2 separate regions of the Ovis aries genome follow, and region 1 is linked to region 2. Evidence: chromatin contacts called from public Hi-C data. All regions are on one chromosome and are shown on one strand. Each heading gives the region's core, a stretch centred on a gene start, on an enhancer-like site or on the middle of the called end of the contact. The rest is flanking DNA. Distances are from core to core; before and after follow the strand shown.

What was found. A called contact is a pair of places that touch in the nucleus more often than the background predicts.
Region 1: a Hi-C map of muscle shows a contact between it and region 2, with 2.3 times the contacts expected there. The contact joins the promoter of REX1BD here to the promoter of COPE in region 2. A contact is called at or near these places in 2 of 16 Hi-C or Micro-C datasets (hypothalamus and muscle).

Annotation. Positions count from the first base shown.
Region 1 is chr5:4,420,501-4,427,563 of ARS-UI_Ramb_v3.0, forward strand. REX1BD (required for excision 1-B domain containing) reads right to left here and starts at 2,365. Exons shown (of 6, transcript XM_042249606.1): 1 at 2,260-2,365; 2 at 2,083-2,165; 3 at 1,585-1,789; 4 at 1,244-1,357; 5 at 595-674. The coding sequence starts at 2,361. It overlaps UBA52 (ubiquitin A-52 residue ribosomal protein fusion product 1), which reads right to left and starts at 5,381. Exons shown (of 4, transcript NM_001009286.1): 1 at 5,279-5,381; 2 at 4,902-4,988; 3 at 4,207-4,309; 4 at 3,933-4,125. The coding sequence starts at 5,381. The coding sequence ends at 4,032.
Region 2 is chr5:4,107,675-4,114,275 of ARS-UI_Ramb_v3.0, forward strand. COPE (COPI coat complex subunit epsilon) reads left to right here and starts at 3,115. Exons shown (of 10, transcript XM_027969373.2): 1 at 3,115-3,279. The coding sequence starts at 3,154. DDX49 (DEAD-box helicase 49) reads right to left here and starts at 2,778. Exons shown (of 13, transcript XM_027969369.2): 1 at 2,636-2,778; 2 at 1,415-1,538; 3 at 667-752; 4 at 456-577. The coding sequence starts at 2,750. It overlaps TRNAG-GCC (transfer RNA glycine (anticodon GCC)), which reads left to right and starts at 5,493; the gene lies at 5,493-5,565.

The DNA of each region.
Region 1 (7,063 bases), core at 1,115-3,614, 310 kb after region 2:
TGAATTAGCCGCCACAGTGCAGCTCCAAGGGGGCTGTCGCAAGCCCCAGGCCCTCCTGCCTCCCGCCAAACCTCCAAGCAGCACTAGCAGTGGGAGGGTCATTTAGGTGCCTGGGAGAAGGGGTGGTCCTGTGGGCAGAGTGGCAGGAGGAAAGGTCATCTAGGGTGAGTGTGTGCCATCAGGAAGGCGTGCAGGGCGACTGTGGCAGATGTCTAGTGGCTGTGCACATGTGTGTGTCTGGGAGCCCAAAGGCGGGAATGTGCAGGTGTGTGCCTGGTAGGGCCTGGGCAGCCATGTCCAAGCTCCGAGTCGAGCCATGTGAGTGGGATCGACAGGTGTGCGGTATGCAGCTGTGTCCTGAAAATACACAGCGAGTCTGGTGTGAAACAGCAGGGCGTATGAACTGGGGGAAGGTGGGTAGTACATCTAGGATCGCGAGGTGAAGGTTCTGGTGTGCACACCCAAAGGGTTCCTGCAGGTCCAGAGGGTTGGCGGTCTGACCTTGCCAGCCCTGGGGCATGCCTGTTGGGGCTGGGTGCCCAAGGATGCCTATGCAAATCTAGCATGGTCAGCCCACTGGGAGGCAGCACTCACTTCATCTTCAGCTGGTGCATCTGCAGGCTGTCCTCCTGCCCAGTCAGCTCCGGTGTCCCCATCAGCTGCAGCAGGGCCACCTGGGTGGGGAACGGGCCGCGAGGAGGACGTCACGGTTGGCAGAGGCCGTGCCCTGACCTCCCGCATAGGAGGGGGGGAAACTGAAGCACCCAGAAAGGCAGAACAAGGGGGAGGAGGGCAAGCAGGCAGGAGTCTCAAGGGCAGCGGTACTTTTAACGCTGAAGGAATCTAGGATTAGAGTTAGAGGGGCTCCTGGGGGCCTAGTGGGCGGGCCCTAGAGTCAGGGCGCAGTGTGGGTGTGGCCTCATGTAGGCGGGGAAGGGGAATAGGGGTAAAATCCCAGCCAGGGATTGGGGACAGGAGTGGTGCAGGTGGGGGTATAAAGTAGGCGGAATCTCTTAGTCTCAGAGACCAGCCAGGGCGTTATAATCCCAATTTGGAAGTAGGCCAAAAACCTCGACTTGGGTTGGGTCTCTAAAAGAGGGTGACCCAGGAATCCCAGTGTGGTATGGGCGTGGCTTCACATGGCCTTGTATCTCGATCAGGATTGGCTGTGAAGGCAGAGTAGGCCGGGTCACAGGCCCACAACTTAGGCTGGGATCTAGGGTTACTAGAAAGGGGACTTGACCTGGAGTTTCATGGCACCCAATCCGAGGGTTGAGTAACAGATCTGGGGCACTGGGACAAGCCAGAGGGGGCAGGAACGCTGTAGAGGTGGGGTCTGGGATGGAGCGGGCGTGTCCTGGATAAAAGTGGGGGCAGAAAGGAGAGGCTAAGCCTGAGACTCTCAAGTGAAATCTTAATGGACGACTTAGCTGGGGCATGTAGAGGGGGTGCTGGGGAGCCAGGGGCGGGGTTTGCAGGGACAGAATGCGGCCCCTCCCCCAAGGGGTGCACCGTGGGCCCAGCCCCGGGAGACACAAGCCGTCGAGTGGGCGCGGGGGAAACGGCCGTGGGGCGGGGCCTCACCGTGGTCAGGCGCGTCTCCTCCAGCTGCTGCAGGCTGCGCACGTGGCTCGCGAGCAGCGGCTGCGCTCGGGGTCCGGCTAGCTCGGCCTCCAGCGCCAGCACCTCTCTCGAGGCGGCGGCGAAGACCTGGGTCACCTCGTGTACCGTGCTCCGGTAGCGCGGGAAGTCGTAGAGCGGGCCGCTGCTCAGGTACTGGCGGTGGCCTCTGCGGCAGGTAGGGGTCCTGAGGCTACGGCCCCGGCTCTCAGGCCCTGCACCCGTATCGACCGCCTGAAAGCCGCCCAAGAAGTGTCCCTCGACCCCAGAGTGTGGAAGGTAACCGAAGACGAGCGCACCACAGCGCATAAGGAAGGGAGCGATCTGGCCTCCCCGCAAACCCGGCTCCACCTCCGACACTGTGGCGCGCGGGGACCCAATTCCTCCCTCAAGGGTCGCCCAACCCGAGTGGGCTGAGGGCCGAACATTAGGACCCCTCCCCTCCCATACGCCCACACTCACTCCTCCAGCCGGCGGAAGGCCTGCGCGCGCTCAGCTTGCAGCTGGTGGATGCGCTGCACCAGCGCCCGGATCGGGGCATCTTTCTACGGAGCGGGGAGCATGGCTAGGGCATGAAGCTAGCGTCCCCGGGCCTGCACCGCCCGCCCCACTCATATTCCCGCTCGGGCTCGAGCTCACCCAGGGCCACACCAGCTCCTCGCGCTCTGAGACTCCAGGGGCGGCTGTATCACCCGGCACCGCAAGGACAGCGGACTCTGATGCGGCCTCCGCTGTGATCATGACTGCGCAGCTCTGGCCCGGCCCGGGACCAGGTTGCTCCGATGCGTCTGGCGCCCCCTGCAGGCCGGGAGGCCTCGGAACGTAGCCTCTGGTGACCAGCCAGCTAAGCTGGACGAAACCCCCGGGAACAATGGGAAGCGAATACTGGAGGGCTTCTCAGGTCTGACACCCTCTACCCACCCCACCCCGTGTTTATTCCTATCCAGCGCTTGCCTTCTTAAAGTTTTTGATCTTGAATATAAGGTTCTATATACAATAAGGCTTTGTTTCTATACAAGTGTCAACACCCGACTTCACTTCCTCACATCCCATTCCCACACAAATAGAAATCTGGGGAGTGATATTCATCAGAGGCCACAAGGCTATGACAGGAGTGGGATCTGAATGCAGGTTCTGACACTGGAAAGCTCAAGTCGCCGGAACCCAGCCTACAGCAGATTCACTATGTGAACTGGTTGGAAAAAGTGGAAGTGACTCAGTTCTGACTCTTTGTGACCCCATGGGGCTATACTGTCCATGGAATTCTCCAGGCCAGAATGGGAGTGAGTACACTTTCCACTCTCCATGGGATCTTCCCAACCCAGGTCTCCAGCATTGCAGGAGGATTCTTTACCAGCTGAGCGACAAGGGAAGCCCAAGAATACTGGAGTGGGTAGCCTACTCCTTTTCCAGGGGATCTTCCCGACCTAAATCAAACCAGGGTCTCCTGCATTGCAGGTGGATTCTTTACCAACTGAGCTATCAGGGAAGCTCTGATTGAAGTGAGCTGAAAAAAAGCCCGAGATGGGAGTCCAGGGCAGGGCACGGAGATGGGGGTGGTGTTTCATATTAAGAAAAGGCCCGAGAGCTGGATACACACTGCCTAATTTGAACTTCAGAACCTCCCTCCTCTAGGAGTGGGCAGACCAGGAAAATGGTGGCCTGGCCTTAGGGAGGAAGGGGCAGCTAACAAGAAATGAAACTCAACTACCTGAGACATGAAGTGACAGCCTTTAACTGGCACTCCAGGTCCCAGCTATTCTCAGGCATCACTGTCTAGGCCTGAGTTGTCACCTACATCAAGCCCCAGTCATCCCAGACAAATGAAAACATGGACTTGCCAGGACACTGCAACCCTCACCGGACAGACATCAGTCCTGGGTGGAGCCCAGGAGGCCCAGTGGTCAGGCAAGATGGAGAGGTGGTGTTACTACACTACCGGGGATGCTCCATCCTATCTACCCATCCACCCACACCCAAATACCTCCAGGGCCCAGACACGAGGCGCTGTTAAATGTGCCTGACCAGGCCCCACCGGTCACTTGGTGAAGGTCTTTATGTTCGTATTCCAGATGATAAAACCCAAATGGGTGGGCTCACTAGGGCCAGGTCTGAGACTTGCCTGTGCTGTGGTTATGACCGCTTCTGATGCGAAGGGCAGAGACCATGGTCCAATTTACAGGTAAGACGACTGGAGCTCAGGGCCCGGGACCCCCAAGGGCTATGAAGAGCCGAGTGACACGAAGTCCCATAGAAGTCCACATCTCAGTCACCCCCCACTGGACAGACCAGCCACAGGGACACCAATTACTGCTCCAGTCAACGAAAGGGAAACTTTATTGAGGCCCCAGGACCATGGGGCTTGGGCAGGAGGCCGCCCTGCGGGCAAAGGAGAAGCAGGTGGAGGAGCTTTATTTGACCTTCTTCTTGGGGCGCAGGTTGTTGGTGTGGCCGCACTTCTTCTTGCGGCAGTTGACAGCACGGGGGTGCAGGCGGGCGTAACACCTGTGCAAGGACACCAGGGATGCTGAGGGCACATCCGGACCACCCCCAGGGCAGCCCCCGCCCCCACACGGGAGCACATACTTGCGGCAGATCATCTTGTCGCAGTTGTATTTCTGAGCCAGCTGGCGGAGGGAAGGTTCAATGATGCCGCCTCGCAGACGAAGCACCAGGTGCAGGGTGGACTCTACAGGAAATGAAGGGCAGAGGCACTGATGGAGCCTAGCCTCACCACCTCAGTCCCACGGGTGGAGGGCAGCCTCCAGGGGCCTCCAGACCACAGCATCAAGTATGATGGGGCTACATCAGAATCCCTTGGTTATGTGCAGATGGGACATGCCACCCCACAGAACCTCCACCTTGTCATGTCACCAGTTCCTCACGAAACTGGAGACTGATATAAATATATACCAATGGTGGTATCCATCTCAGTTTCCCCACAGGCAAGGCAATTTCTAAGAGATGCAAGGATAACCTTTTATTTTGCTAGGGAAAAAGTGGTGGTTTCCTTTACAATACTTATATATTAATACGCACATTGGCCTTAAAAGAAAAGTGACTAAGAACATGAGAAACCATGGCCATTTGGAAAACACTGATGGAGATGCTTTTCAGCGATGAAAACAGCACTTTACAGAGCAATACTCCCTAGCGCCATCTGATCCCCACCTTAAGGACCATCCTCTTGTACAGCTCCCTCCTGGTGACAGACTGTCAGCATTCCATCCTGGGTCCTAGGCCTCGTGCTGAGGCCCTGTCTAGCCACCCCACCCCCGTACCTTTCTGGATATTGTAGTCTGACAAAGTGCGGCCATCCTCCAGCTGTTTGCCCGCGAAGATCAGACGCTGCTGGTCAGGTGGGATGCCTAAAGAGAGAGGCCCTCCATTACTCCATTACAGAGGCTCTTGCAAGCACACTGCTGGCAGCTGCCACTGTGCCCCGCCCACCCCCACCACAAGACTGTGCCAGGATTACCCCAATCTGTCAAAAGGGAAACTGAGGTAGGGAGGGCAAGCTGCCTTCCCAAGATGACACTGGGGAACACTGGCATGGCTGAGATCTATTGAAGCCCAGCACCTGTTGCACACAGGACAGCAGATACTCAGGGCTGAGGGGTTCCTACTGGGTGGAGCATTCACACTCAGCCCAACTCACCCTCCTTGTCTTGGATTTTGGCTTTGACATTTTCAATAGTGTCACTGGGCTCGACCTCAAGGGTGATGGTCTTGCCCGTCAGGGTCTTCACAAAGATCTGCATCTCTGCGCCTGCTGGGGAGAGGGGGATGGGGGGAGTGGTGATCGCTAAAGGTCTGAGCAGCCCCAGCTCACAGGCTGACCAGGTTTAGTCCCTGCCAGCCCCATGCATGCTTCGACCTCAACTGCAGGCCCACCTCAGCGCCTGTTTCCTTCTGCCCCTCTGAGCCTGCACCTTCAACTTTAGGGCACCACCCTGCCAAGCATATTTTCTCCAAGCGTGATCTGGAGGTCCCACCCTTCCTCTCACCAGCCCCGGCTCTTCCAGAAGCCTGGGTGGGAATCTCATCTTAGTAGCATCCCAACACGCACACTTTCCTCCCTACAATCCCTTTTCCTCTTCAATATCAAGCTCAGACACCCAAAACTCCGGCTTCCTTCTGGGTTACACCCGAATGCTCAGACCGCACTTCCTGCGTTTTATCCAGTCCATAAATAACAGCTGCTAACCACGTGCCTGGTACGTGTTTACACAGGTTATCGTTTTCATTTTCCAAGTTATGGAAACAGTTGCTACTACCAGACTTTCTTTACAGACTTAGAAAAAGGCGATAAAAACCCAGCTGAGGGGCTTCATCTTTTCGAGGGGACTGGCAGTTTCCACCACGAGAAAAAATTACAGTTAATACCCCTCCGCATTAAATTGAATCATCCCCGAAGGACACACGCTCTCCCCCCAAGGCCTCCTCAGATAGCTGGGGCCGGCGGAGACGGCAAGCTCCGCTTCCAAATGCCGATTTCCCTCGCGAGGCCCAGTTCGAGACCGGAACCCGGCCCAACGTGCCTTGCTAAGCCCTCCCGCAGAACCTGGCCCGCCTACACGGATTCCAGGCCGCCGCCTCCGTTCCCCGGGCCCCCACAGTCCCCCGCACCCTACAAACCAACCCGGCCCACCGCCAACCCGCAAGGCCTCCACCACCAACCTGCTCGGCCGCCTGGGTGAAGAGAAAGAGGGCGGCGGAACCGGAAACCGCCGATTCGCCGTCGAAAGCGTCTGCGCACCGAGCACGCTGCGTGCTTGCGTCACAATCCGCGCCGCGCGTCGTGCCCCGCCCTCGACCCCGCCCCGGCCCCATGGTGGGTGCCGGCGGACGGAGTCTCGGCGCCTGAGTAGGACCTCCGCCCGCTAGCTTCCGGATGTGAGCCCCACCCATCGGGTCACGTAGTAAGAGTGCCGCAGGTTTCCAGGTGTTTCTGCCCTGTCTCCAAACCTCCTGGAAGACGGCCCGCACATAGCGGGTGCTCCGGAGATATTTAAACAGAGTAGGAGAGACCTTTGTGCTGAAGGAAAGGTATTAAGCCGCAGGTCCAAAGACGCAGGGATCGAGGCGCGAGGCGGCGCGGGGGCTAGACCCCTGGGAGCCACTGGAGGCTCTCTGGCTGCTGTGCATAAATGGGTATCAGGGCGGGTGCGTACAGGAGCACGGAGAGCAGGTGGGGTTGGTGCTTCCACTCAAGGAAATGAGGTGGGACCCAAGGCCTTGTTTCTGGGACGGAAGAAGTTAAAAAGTGCTGGGCGCTAGGAACAAGTGAGGACGAAGTTACCCGTGGATTTGGCAGCGTGCTGTGCTAAATCGCTTCAGTCGTGTCTGACTTCGTCCCTGTAGACTACAGACTCCTCTGTCCATGGGATTTCCCAGGCAAGAATACTGGGGAGTGGATTGCCATGCTCTCCTCCAAGGGATC
Region 2 (6,601 bases), core at 1,865-4,364:
GAGACGTGCACCCTGGAGCGCTCTCCCTCGAGGTCTTGGAGGCCTGCTTTCTTGCCCATCTCAGCTTCAACGTTAACTCCTCAGAGAGGCCCTGCCCTCAGCTAACTTTTTCAGCGTGTGCATGCACGCGTGCTCAGTTGTGGCCAACCCTTTGTAACCCCAAGGACTGTCGACCTCCAGCTCCTCTGTCCATGGGACTCTCCAGGCAAGAATACTGGAGAGGGTAGCCGTTTCCTCCTCCAGGGAATTCTCCCCACCCAGGGATCGAGCCCACGCCTCCTGCATTGGCGGGCGGACTCTTTACAACTGAGCCACCTGGGGAGCCCGTCTTCTCTGGTGCAGGCCCCCTTTTGTCGGTCCCCGAGATGTCACTGTCACCACTCCTAACTTGGTAACGGACGGACAGAGGGACACACAGTTCCCAAATGGAGGAATCAGGGCCCAGGCTGACTCACCAGGAAGTGGATCTTCTTCATGCTGAAGGTGTTAGAGCTGCGGAGGTGGTCAGCCAGGCGCCCCGGTGTGGCAATGACTACGTGTGGTTTCCGGGAGAGCTCCAGGGCCTGGGCCACCATGTCTGTGGGTGGAATGCGAGAGGTGGGGCTAGGTAGATGGTCTGAGGCTGCAGCAGTCCCATGCCCAGAGCCTCCTTGGGTCCCGCCATACCCATGCCGCCAACGACGATGCAGTCTTTCAAGCCCAGAGGCTTTCCCAGGACCCGGAACTGCTCTGCGATCTGATAGGCCAGCTCCCTGTGGGCATGAACAGGCCAGCCTGAGTCAGATAGGGGTTTTGTGCCTGCCTCTCACTCCTGTCTCCATCAATAGGGCCTCCTGCTTGCATCTTTCCTGTTCACACACCCTCCATGGCTCCCAGTCCCCTTTGGACAAAGGTTCTGATACTGACCGTTGGAAGCCCATTGTGGCTCCTGCCCTCTCAATAGGCTGGGTGCCCGAACAGAGTATGGCTTGTCCTTGGCCAGTCCCACCCAAACTGGCCTTTCCTCATCCCATGTCCTCAGCAATGGCCTTGACACCATAGTCATCAAAGCCCGAGACCCAAGTGTTAACCACCCACCCCCGGCCCATACCCACCCCATCCCGAGGCTGGTCAGTGGCCAAGTCCCCTCCTCTCTGCCTCCAGCTCTGTCCAGGCCTTTCCTCTGGCCATATGCTTACTTCCTGGCCTTCCTGCTTGCCCTGAGTCAAGCCCTGTGCTCAGCACTTTTCACACACTGTCTTGCTAATTCTTCAGCACCTCTAAGGGTTGGGCTAATTTCTGTGCCCATTTTCCACACATAGCAAGTGTATTCAGAGAGGTAAAGGCATGTGCCCAAGAGCACACAGCTAGTTCACTCACCTGAGAGGCGTGTGTGTGTGTGTGTGTGTGGGGTGGGGGGGGGGGTGGGACTCACCTGGTGGGTGTCAGCACGAGGCAGAAAATGCCATAGGGATCTTCAGACAGCTTCTGCAAGATGGGCAGGACAAACGCTGCTGTCTTGCCGCTGCCTGTCTTGGCACAGCCCAGGCAGTCCCGACCTGGGCAGAGAACACAGCAGCGTCACAGGTGCAGACAGGTATTCCATCAGGCACAGTTCACAGCAGCTAACATTTAACGAGCAATGACTATATGCTCAGGTTTCCCTGGTGACTCAGTGGTAGAGAATCCACCTGCCAGTGCAGGAGACATAGGTTCCATCCCTGGGTCGGGAAGATCCCCTGGAGAAGGAAATGGCAACCCGCTCCAATACTCTTGCCTGGGAAACCCCATGGACAGAGGAGCCCGACGGGGTACAGTGCACGGGATCACAAAAGACTCGGGCATGACTTAGCAACTTAACAATAATGACGAGAACTACATGCTCAGTAGCAACCTGTGCCCTTCCTGTTGAAGACATTATGACAACTTTCCATTTAGGGTAATTGACACATTTAAGGAGAGTGAGGCCATCATCGTCCCCATTTAACAGAAGGGGAAACCGAGTCAAAGGTTTGCCCAGGACATACAGCCAGTAACAGCCTGGACTGGAACCCACATCCATTTGACCTGAGATACTTGCTCCTAACCACAATTTCATTTTGACTCCTTCCCTGGGATCAGAGCTTGGGAAACTCAAAATGTCCTCCTCAGTCCAGAGTGACCTCCCCCAACCTGAATCCTATTTTCCCTACTGACTCTTCATCCCTACTTAATGCCTTAACTTATCACATCCTAGGCTTCCTGAAGGCGTCTCTTTAATGGCAAAACTGGGCTGGACCAAAGGGCTGGAGAGAAGAACAGTCTAGGGACCAGAGTCCTGGATTTACCAATAGTCTTGACAACCTCAATTACCATTTGTAAAATGAAGATAGTAAAGCAAATTCTACCTAATTTTCCCAGTACTATCTATTAGTTATTCATCAAACCCTCCCAGTGACGATGCTACGAAAGTTTCAGAGATTATATCACTTGTGCAGGCGACTCAGTCGTACAGCCTAAACGCCAACATTACCTAGTCGTCCTCCGGAACCCAGGATCGCCCGGAAGGCCCAGGGCTGCCCCTTGCCTCACGGGACCCGCGTGGGCAAAAGCTGAGAGAAGGCAGGAGAAGCGACAGTACCGGGGAAGCCTCCTGGAAAGGCCAAGCCACACTCACCCTCCAGGATGGCGGGGATGCAGCCCAGCTGCACAGGCGTGGGCTGCTTCAAACCCATCTGCCGACACTGTTCCACGAGCCACGAAGACAGCCCGAGCTCCGCGAAGCCTGCCATCCTCGCAGCCGGGGCAGTTCGAGCGCTCGTGTGAACGGTGCTTCCGGCGCGTGTCGATGACGTCAGAAAGCGTTACCGTTCACTGGATCTGCCTCCGGCTTGGTCCCACCCTCTCCAACTCGCAGTTCAAAGCCTCGACCACATCCTTACCCCGTTTTCCCGGAATCCCGCGGGGCGGGGGGGGGGGGGGGGGGGGTCTCAGCCTCGAGTTAAACTACAGTTCCCAAGATGCCCTACGAGACGCACTTGCGTCTCCCGCCCCTCTGTTCCCCTTTCCGAGTCTTCTATTGGCTCCTCTCCAGGGAGGAGCCAGTAAACTACATTTTCCGGCGTGCCCGTAGGTGGCTGCCTCCTTCCGGCCGACGTGTCTTTCAGGAAGGGGAGCGAGTGAGAGGGCAGCGATATGGCTCCTCCGGCTCCTGGTCCGGCTTCTGGCGGCTCCGGGGAGGTGGACGAGCTGTTCGACGTGAAGAACGCCTTCTACATCGGCAGCTACCAGCAGTGCATCAACGAGGCGCAGCGGGTGAAGGTGCGGCGGCTCCGGGGCTGGGAGACGCTGGGGGCGGAGCCGGAAGAGGCTTCCCGGTGGCCGCGGGTCGGACTCTGATTTTAAAAACCCTACCTTTTCTCCTAGCGCCGTTTCACCCCCCACATCTCTTCACAGCGCGGTGAGGAATTGTCTTTGTCCCTTGACAAAACTCAAAGCAGTACCATTTCGTGATAAATCTCACTTTAACCGCTCACTCTGCACCTTAGGCGTTTGAATAAGAGATTCATGCTTCTATAGTAATAGTAACAAATATAATACTACGCTGCGGTAATAATAATAGTAATAACAATAATAGTTCTCATTTGTTTCCGCCATGCCCTCAATACCCCTAAAGTAGAGACTATTATTTATCCTCGTTTTACAGGTGAGAGAACAAGGAGGCTCAAGAGAGAAGTGACTTCTCGCCTGTTACCCTGCCCCACTAGCCAGTTTATTTCTCCCCAGACTTGCTCATTCATTCATTCCTCACTGATCATCTGTATGGGCCAGGCCGTGTATCCGTGCTAGGCTCAAAGCTGTGACAAAATAGATAAAACTATCTTTCTTGGAAACCTCAGCTCCCAAGGGAGGCAGATAAACAACAAGAAAGTAAATAAACTACCAGGGGCATCCCTGGTGGTCCAGCGGTTAAGCCTTGGCATTTCCACTACAGGGAGGCCATGGTTCCAACCCTGGTTTGGGAAGTTCCCAATGCCACGCCAAGTGCAAATACAAATAAATAAAAGTAAGTCATTTAAAAGGTGTCAGGAAGTGGTGTGATGGAGAGTGGTGGGAGGGAGCCTGCCTGAGAGCTAGAACCTGCAGCTGAAAAGGCCCAGGCAGTGAGTGGGTGACAGGAGAGGGGCCAGCCGGGACTGCTAGCAGCACCTTTTTGGGAAGGAGATGGATGGTACTGTCTGTCACTTTGAGAGTGAGCTATTGGAGACTTAAAAAAAATTATTATTATTTTGTATATTTATTTTTGGCTGTGTGGGGTCTTCATTGCTGCTCAGGCTTCTCTCCAGCTGCGGAGCGCAGGGACTGCTCGTCACATGAGCTTCTCACTGCGGTGGCTTCTCTTGCTGCAGAGCACGGGTTCTGCGTTTAAGGGCTTCAGTAGTTGGGGCTTGCAGGCTCTAGAGTGCTGGCCCAGGGGTTGTGGCACATGGGTTCCGTTCCTCCGAAACATGTGGAATCTTCCTTGACTCATCACTGGCAGGCAGACTCCCTCCCAACCACTGGACCACCAGGAAGTCCCGAGGATTTTTAAGAGCTGTGAATGGGACAGGGTCTTTGCCTGGCCTCATGGTCTAGTGTTCTGAAGAGAGTAAACAAGTAAAGAACCGAGTGAATACATTAATTACAACTTGAGCCCTGCAGGGATAGGAGATAGAAAGTGCTGATCACATATTGAGGGTGGGCCGCTGCTTCATGTGGGAATGGTCAAATCAGACCAAGCTTCTGTGACTGTCATCTAACCCTGTGACCAAACCTTGAGAAGGCTCTCACTTCATAGGTGAGAGTCCCAAAGGTGCTGAGGCAGGGGTGAGCTCTGTGTAGTCAAGGCCTAAGAGGCTGGGGTTGCAGAAGTGGGGTGAACACAGTGGGAGAGATGAAGATTGAAGTGCACAGAGTGAGAGGCAGGGCTTGGGGGCAGGGGTGGGCACAGCAAGGGTTTGGAGTTTATTCCGAAGGTGTGGGAAGCCGTAGGAGCACCATGCAAGGGAGTGGCAGACATCTTCACGGAGGCGGCCGGGGGTTGGAGAAGTTTGGATTCTGAAGTGGAAAAGGCTTGCTTTCCCTTTTGGCCCTTGGCAGTGAGCCCCACGTGCCTGCGTGTCATCTGTGGCACGGAGGGTAAAACCTCAGGCTTCAGTAAGAGGTTCTGATTCGTTGAAACGCCGTTTGCGTGATTGTATTAGTTTTCCATTGTCAGTGTGACAAAGGACAGCTCAAGGCAACACACGTTTACTATCTTGCAGCTTCTATAGGTCAGAAGTCCAACCCTGCTCTCACTAAGCTAAAATCAAGGTATCGGCGGCCCGGCTGTGTTCTTCCTGGAGATTCTGGGGAAGAGCCACCTTCCTTACTCATTGAAGTTGCTGCTTCTTGGCCAGGGGCCACCCTTAGCTCCTGGAGGCTTCCAGATGCCTCTCTCCAGCCCTCAACTTCCCATACCACCCTTCCATCTCAGAATCAGCCATGGGGGGACTTTTCTGGTGGTCCAGTGGTTAAGACTCTGGGCTGCCAATGCAGGGGGCCCAGGTTCGATTCCTGGTCAGGGAACTGGATCCCACATGCTGCAATGAAGATCTCCTGTGCTGCAGCTAACATCTGGTGCAGCCAAATAAATTAAAAAAGAGAAAGATCCAGGCATGGGGGTTCTTGGAGTCTTGCAAGTTTCCCCTTCCCCTTCATTCCTTTTGTCTAAAAGTCCTCTGCTTTTAAGGGGTTCTGTATTGGACTGGACCCTCCCAGATAACCCAGCATGGTCTCCCCACGTTCAGGTCCATAATCTTAATCACACCTGTGAAGTCCCTTTTGTGACGTAAGGAAAGCTGTCCCAAGGGCTGCCCTGGACACCTCTCGGGGCCTTACTGCACTCGGCGTCACAGTTGTTAACGTGCCTCCCTGCCGGGTAAAGCAGACCACAGGAGGGTTCAGACAGGCCTGGCTGCCTCAGGCTCTGGCTCTTCTGTGTGCTCTCTGCAGCCAGGGCTGCCAACGGCACCCCCCTGAGCCTTGCTTTCCCCTCCTGTCGGACGGGAGCCATGACTTTCACCTCAGTAGGGCCCCGCGAGGTTCTGCGTCATACTCAGCGATCCACCTTCTGTCTTCTGTTGCGTGTCTGTTCTGTTTATGTGATAGCGATGTGTTCTTTGAGTCTTACTGTGTCTTAATATGCAGATCTTACCTCCCTGCTGAAGGAAGCAGCGCGACCTGCTGTATGCAGAGAGCTGTGGAAAGCAAAGGAAACCAGATCAGCTGTCAGATCACTGTTGGAGGCAAGGCTGTGGCACAGCCTCTGAGCTGGGGCCTGGGCACCCTCTTCTGCAACATGGTAAAGATGCACTGGCACCAAACCAAGAGATCCTCCCTGACACGGCCAGAAGAATGGGAGTTCCTTCCCTGCTGAGCCCTTTGGCGTGCGTTAATTCTGGTCCACAGGCCACCTGAACCCTCCTCGGCAGCCTGTATTGGGTTAAATGGTGTCCCTGATGAGATGCATCCACTCGGAGCCTGTGACTGTGACTTATTTGGAAGAGGGTCTTTGCACACTGCCAGGTGGTGCCTGGTAAGGAATCCGACATGGGAGACACAG